2 separate regions of the Sus scrofa genome follow, and region 1 is linked to region 2. Evidence: chromatin contacts called from public HiChIP or PLAC-seq data. All regions are on one chromosome and are shown on one strand. The core of a region is the stretch at or near the end of the contact, and the rest is flanking DNA. Distances in the headings are between cores, read along the strand shown. Region 1 holds the start of ATXN1L (ataxin-1-like). Region 2 holds the start of PHLPP2 (PH domain leucine-rich repeat-containing protein phosphatase 2).

Region 1 (3,218 bases), core at 104-2,603, 120 kb after region 2:
GTGTAGCAGAAACGAATCCAGCTAAGAACCATGAGGTTTCCGGTGCAATCCCTGGCTTCACTCAGTGGGTCGGGAATCTGGCATTGTCGTGAGCTGTGGTGTAGGTCACAGATGCAGCTTGGATCTGGTGTTGCTGTGGCACTGGCTGGCAGCTGTAGCTCCAAGTAGATCCCTAGCCTGGGAACCTCCATATGCCATAGGTGTGGCCATAAAAAAGCAAAAAAAAAAAGGGGAAAAAAAGAAAAAGTGGAAAAACCCAAGTCTCAAATAGTAAAATGACCCCCCCCCAGGGCCGCTCTCCACTGTATATGAAGGGGTCCAATTGGAGTTGTAGACCCCAACCTACACCAGAGCCACAGAAACACCACATCTGAACCACGTTTGCAACCTACAACCACACCTCATGGAAATGCCAGATTCTTAACCTGCTGAGCAAGACCAGGGATCAAACCTGCAACCTCATGGTTCCTAGTCAGATTCATTAACCACTGCACCACCACAGGAACTCTGTAAAGCAACTTTCGTAAGGCTGGATAGTACTTTCAAAATCAAACAAAAGTCAGCTACTACTTACTGCACAAAATTTGCAGCAACTGAAAAGGGGAAAATCTACTCAGAATCCAATCTCTCCAATAGCTAAAGTTATTTTTTTCTCAGCCCAGCTTCTGTCTGGACGCAGAACTACTTTTCGTACATAGTTGTAATCAAAGCACATGTTCAACTGATGTTAATTTTTTTCCACTTAAGTTAATCAGATGTTTATATAAAGTCGACTAGTTAACTGGCAAGGAAGGGTGACCTAATAATAGCTCATGGAGTACTCAGGCCCTCTTGCCACTAAATTAGGCTGCTTGCCATCGTAACTAGCTAACCCCCTTCCTCTCATTCCTCAAGACATTCTAGTCAGTAGCTTCACCTTCCCCTGAATCCTGGGTTCTGTCCATTCTCATCCCTCTCAGAGCCATTTCTAACTCCTAAATCTCTAGGGGAATCCCTTTACTCTCCTGGGCCGGGCTTGTCTCAAAGTTTCCCGAGGTTCCCAAGAAGAGCTTCACAAGACTGTCCAGGAAATGAGGATCGCTGACCACCACGCCTCAGGGCTCTTTTTGTAGCCCCCAAAGTTTATTGAGTAGAGACTGCAGGGTCATTGTAGGGTCAGGGTGAGGACGCCTGGCCAGGCCCTATTCACGTGACCGGACCCAGGAGGAGGAGTTCGTTTTCCCACCAGAGGGGGCGCTGGGGGCAATGGGCGGGTAGCCAGCCTCCTCCCTTCCCCGGTACTCCGGGCATTGCTCGCCAGTCCGGGTCGTGACGTAATCTCCCCGCGCCGGGGGCGGTACGCGCTTGACGCCATCTCCGGGCGCCCGGCTGGGGGGGCGCTGGGTGTGGGGCGGCTCCGGCGCCGGGGATGGCGGCGGCCGCGGTTGCGGCGGCTCCGGGACAAGAGGGAGGAGCCCGGGGAGCGCCGTGAGATGGGCCGGTGAGTGTCGCCGGGAGTGGGGGCTACCGAGTCGGCCTTACTGCGGCCAATGAGGCCTGGGCTCGCAGCTCTGGAGGAAGTGGCCCCCCGGAGCCGGTTGCCCCGCGGACCGAGGGAGCGAAAGAGGCCGCGCCTAGACCCCCGACCGCTTCTCACTGGCCCGGCCCAGAGAGCGGCCCCAGGCTGTGTCCCTGTGGGCCGAGGTATCCGAGTCCTGGGGGCGGGAAGCTGCCCCCAAACAAGGAAGCATTGCCTGCGGGGCCTCGCCCCTGCCCCTCTGCCTGAAAGGTCGACCCCGACTTTCTGACCGCAGATTTCCCAAATTCGGGCCCTTCCTCTGTTGTTGAGAGGACTGAGGGTTCACGGGAAGCCATAACCCCTGGTCTCTTCTAAGCTCCTCTCTTTCTGGCGGGCGCACCTCTCTCAGCGAATTCGAGTCTTAGGCTGGGATCAGCCTCTTGATTCCGGGCTCTGCTGGCAGTGTTGGCAGTTCTCCGGAATGGTCCCCCTTTCCTGTTAGCTCGGTTGGGCTCGCAAGTTAGGTCTTCCCCTGGAGAAATCCTCATTGAGCCCCTACAGTGACGAGGTTTCAGATTCCGAAATGTGTTTTGCCGTCGTGGGAACCTGGTGCTCAGGCTTGGCTCTTTGTTGTCATTCCCGCAGACCTTTTGCCTCTTTCAGTCCTTTTATTAGCTTGTGATTGGCTAACCCCTCAGTGACCTAGAGGCAGGTTTTCTTTAATATTTTAATTGTATGGAGCAAGGATCATTCTGGGATTGAATGTGTGACCCCAGTTTCTCTTGGAAATGAGGGAGAAAGCTAACTGCTTTTCACTTACTGGAACTGCTGGCAAAGAGGGTATACAGACTGTGCCCACTGTGAAAAGTTGTGTTTATGGAACCAAAGATTTGTGTTTCTACCTTGTTTTCCTGTCTTGTCGCATTTATTGTACCCACGCACCGTGTAGATCTTGAGAGAAATGTCTTCAGTTTGGTTTGAGGCTTGCAGGGTTCTGTAGGACTTGGACAGCACAGTGGGTAGTTTCTCCAAGTACTGGTCAGTGCTGCTTTCTCTGTTTTCAGAGGTTAAGACTCTCTTCTTCAGTGCTTATTGTTTCTGGTGTGTGAAGATTCAGATATTGACAGCTTAACATGAATTTTGTTTCCCCATTGTTAGCTAGGTGAGGATGAAGGCAATGCTTTCAGTTTGTGTCACACTTGATTCAGCACTTAGTACAAAGTTGTCACTTAGAAAATTTTACACATGCACACACACACAGGAACCTGTTATTTTTTTTTTTAAACCCTGGAAATCTGTTAATAATGCTTCCTCTTGAGTGACTCCCCCTTGACCTCTTTTTCTGCCCCAGAAACATAAATAATTGTTCTTTTTCCTCTAGTACCGCTTTTCTCGTTTAAATAACCTCCACGTCTGTGTTTTCAACAGTGCTGAATCAAGTGAAATCCATGAGGTTGATTTTTCCTGCTTCCCTTTGTTCACATGGACACAATTTGAGTCTTCCACATTTATTTGTGCATTTACCTAAAATTGGGATTGGAAGTAAATTTAATCTTTGGGAATAGGTACAGATAGAGAATGACGAATACGATGTAGTTCTCATCATGGCTCACTGGTGACAAACCCCCCCTAGTATCCAAGAGGAGGCAGGTTTGATCCCTGGCCTCACTCAGTGGGTTAAATATCCGGCTTTGGTGTGAGCTGTGGTGTAGGACCCAGA
Region 2 (3,524 bases), core at 729-3,228:
CCAACCCGATCCACAGCAGTGACCAACTAGATCTTTGACCTGGGGCAGCCCCCAGGGAACCCCTGCAATCTTTCTAATGTTGCCCAGACTGGAACCCCACTAAACGAGGGGTAGGACCACTTCTTGGAAGTGGTTGGAAAGTCGGACCCTTCAGGAAAGATCCTTATTTCTCAATTCCTTCCCTCCCACAACTCACTCCCTCTCCATCAAAAAAAAAAAGTTGTAAAAATAGCCAAGGTTGTTTACCTTCTAGGCCAGAGGGCATTACCTATCTCTCAGACCTGCCCTTTCCTGATAAGCAGGCCAGAAGATCATTTTTTGAAGTTCATTCACAATATACATTTTTGTGACTTTATAGTTTTAAGTAAATATCCAAGTCTTTGAGTAATTACATTTAAAACATGATTAAGTATTTTATAATAAGTATATACAAGGCCTATGCAGAAGTGAAGATAAACTATGAAGTTATTTCTCTAAGTCACTGCATTAAGAGTGGGAGGTAGTAGCAGCAAAAAAAAAAAAAAAAAAATGTTTTACATTTTACAGAGTTCTATTTCATGTAGTTTCATGTTTTTATCAGATGCTCCAAATCTTTTTTTTCCCCAGTGTTGCCATCTTTGTGATGTCCTAGGAATAATCTAATAACAAGTATACAGCACTCACCCTCAAGACTGAAGAGCAACTACTGTAACTAAGTATTTTCGTTGTTCCGCAAAGTATTTCTGAAACACGTCCAATCTAAATTTTATTTGCTCTCTTCCTTTTTCTCTGGCAACTTTTAAATCCTCTGATTCCTTTTCTAGAACTCGAGAAGGAATTCCATTCCATCTCCAGAAGGACACCTAGTTTACATATTTGACCTACAGAAAAATTCCTCTCCAACTCTTTCAAAGGCTAGTAGAACTCTATCCAGGGAGTGTCCCACAACCCCTGCTTTTAACCACCTTCACGGTACCGTCCCCGCCCTACATTCCGTGTGCATTTTAACTTCTTGTCATCATCTTCGAGACTCCACTCCCCACCTCCCGCATCTGCCTTCAATTCCTCCTACTCCCCCCAATTCCTGCCAAAAAGCCCCGTTAGTTGCCTGTTGCATAACTGCTCCCCATTACCGTCTCCCTGGCTTGTCAGCCCCGCTCCCGCCAGCAGGAATGCCCCTTTTTGTCCAACCCCTCCTCCCTCTGCAACACGCCCAGCGATTCCCCGAGATGAAGCTCCTCCGGGGATTCTCTCTCCAGGCCGGGCAGGTCGTGCTTCCAGGCCGGCGCTTCGGAGCGGGGAGCGGGTCTTAACTTTGGTGGTGAAGCTCCGAGGGCAGAGTCGGCCCGCTCCAGCAGGCGCAGCTCCGAGCACACCGCAGCGCCCGGCCAATCACCGCCGCCATCCTCCCGCTGGGGTGATGTCTTCAGGTGTCCGGGGAGAAAGCCCTGCGTACTTCCAGCTCCGCTCTCCGGCCAGGAGCCGCCGGCCCCGGGGCTGCCGGCGCGGCCGAGAGAGGCAGAAGCGGGCCCCCGGGTCTCGAAGGAGCCGGGTGGGCGGCGGCGACCGGGTGGACGCCGGCCCCAAGGCATGGGCCTGCGAGGCGGGTGGCGCGCGGCCAGGGATGGGCAGCGGCGGGGACGGAGGCGGCCGCGGCCTCGGCGGGGACCAGGCGCAGAGGCCTCCGCCGGTGCCGCGGCCCCTCCAGCTGGGTCTCGGGGCAACCAAAGAGCAAAGCGGACGGACCAACGCGAGGCGGGGGTCGCCGGCAGCTTCGGCCACTGCGCGGGGCAGGGGCGGCCTCTCCCTGTTCTTGCTCCCTCCCCAGCCCGTCTGCCCGCCTGTCTCACCTTCAGGACCCGGATCCCGCCCAGCCGGCGGCTCGCGGGCGCTTCGGGCGGCTCCGGGGGCTCGAGCGGGCCCGCGGGCCCCGGCTCCACCTCCCCCATCGGCGGCTGGCTGAGGCTGCACAGGGACGCCCGGCCGGCGCGACGCCGCGCGGAGCCTCGGCGGCGCGCGCGAGCAGCCAGCGGCCCCACCCCCGCGGCCCGCCAGCCCCGCCCCGGGCCCCGCCCTCCCGCAGCCCGGCCGGCCCTGCGTAGCTGCGGGCGCGGTGCGTCCCCCGGACGCTGCGGGCCGCCTGCCCGCGGACCCCGCCGGCGAAGCCAGGCAACACCGCAGGGCTGGGCTTCTGCCGTCTGCCGCCCTAGGTTTGGCGGCCTGAGGCACAGGCGTGTTATTTCTTGCTGTCCCCGCCTCCGAAGCACCCGCAGGGCTAGGGGCAGGGGAAGCTCTGCACCTGTCAATAGTGACTGGAGGACGCTGCTCTCCGCAGAGGGTGGTTCTTGTAACTTAGCTCTTCCAGACGTTTCCTCTGTGCTCCAAAACTGGCCTGTCGCCCTCACTTGCAAAGCCATTGAACGGATTGTTGAGAACACTCACCTGAGCAAGGTGCTTTCTCTTATCAGAGATGCTCATGACATTCTCAGTGTACAAAATGTCAACTCACCTCCCTTTCTCCTCACGTAGTAAAATTATTAGAATTCTGTTCTCTGTTTGAAGGAGCGATGTGGTCTATGAGCCATTTTATTATTTGCAAGGCTAATTTAGAAATTTTTAATTTATTTTTTCTTTCAGTTCCTTCCGTGATAGTTTTGTGACCAGGCCAATGGGCCAAATTTGGAGTCAGCCAGCCTCATTCCAAATATCAGTGCTACCTCTTATTTGATCTAAGCCTTTGGTTCTTAGCTGTGAAATAGAAATTGGTATCTGTCTAGTAGTTATTCTGCAGACTTTGCAAATGCATCAATGTGCTTACTTAACACATAGTAGTGATTCGTAGTAACCATTACAATTATGAATTTCCAAATTTAAGATATACTCAGTTCCTCAGAGTCCTCTCCTTGTTAATCCAACTCTAAATTTTCCTAGGAAATCTTCTAGACCTCTGGATTTTTAGGTCTTCCCCTCTTACAGACGTGTTGAATCTTCAAGCAACTTGTAAGGAATTCAGCAGAAAAAAATTTTCTTACGCTTTGGATAACTGGTATAAACGGTATCGCCTATTATCCATTGCTTCAGCTTGCCTAGTCTAACCCAAATGTATGTTTAGTACAAGAGAGTTTGAGACCTAACAGTGCAGTCTGTGCCCCTCTGTCTACATATATGAGATATCTATTTGTAAATTTTTTTTCTTTTTTTTTTTTTTTTTTTTTTGCATTTTTAGGGACACACCCATGGCATATGGAAGTTCTCAGGCTAGGGGTCCAATCCAAGCTGTAGCCACTGGTCTACGCCACAGCCACAGCCATGTCAGATCTGAGCCGCACCTGGGACCTACATCACAGCTCATGGCAACACCAGATCCTTAACCCACTGAGCAAGGTCAGGGATTGAACCTGCATCCTCATGGATGCTAGTCAGATTAATTTCCGCTGAGCCACGACAGGAACTCCGTGTGAATATTTTAAACTCTAAGGCAAAATTTGAATAAGACAAAGACTCCGACTCTGTACAAATTATTTCTTCTGTGAAAGTTTGGTCAT

What was found. HiChIP or PLAC-seq counts read pairs in DNA pulled down with a chosen protein or histone mark.
Region 1: a contact with region 2 is called in an H3K27ac HiChIP or PLAC-seq map of alveolar macrophages. The contact joins the promoter of ATXN1L here to the promoter of PHLPP2 in region 2. A contact is called at or near these places in 2 of 47 Hi-C or Micro-C datasets (epiblast stem cells and skeletal muscle) and 1 of 2 datasets of contacts at active chromatin or transcription factors (alveolar macrophages).

Annotation. Positions count from the first base shown.
Region 1 is chr6:14,835,379-14,838,596 of Sscrofa11.1, forward strand. It overlaps ATXN1L (ataxin-1-like), which reads left to right and starts at 1,354. Exons shown (of 3, transcript XM_005664370.3): 1 at 1,354-1,480.
Region 2 is chr6:14,713,943-14,717,466 of Sscrofa11.1, forward strand. It overlaps PHLPP2 (PH domain leucine-rich repeat-containing protein phosphatase 2), which reads right to left and starts at 1,979. Exons shown (of 19, transcript XM_021093823.1): 1 at 1,830-1,979. The coding sequence starts at 1,928.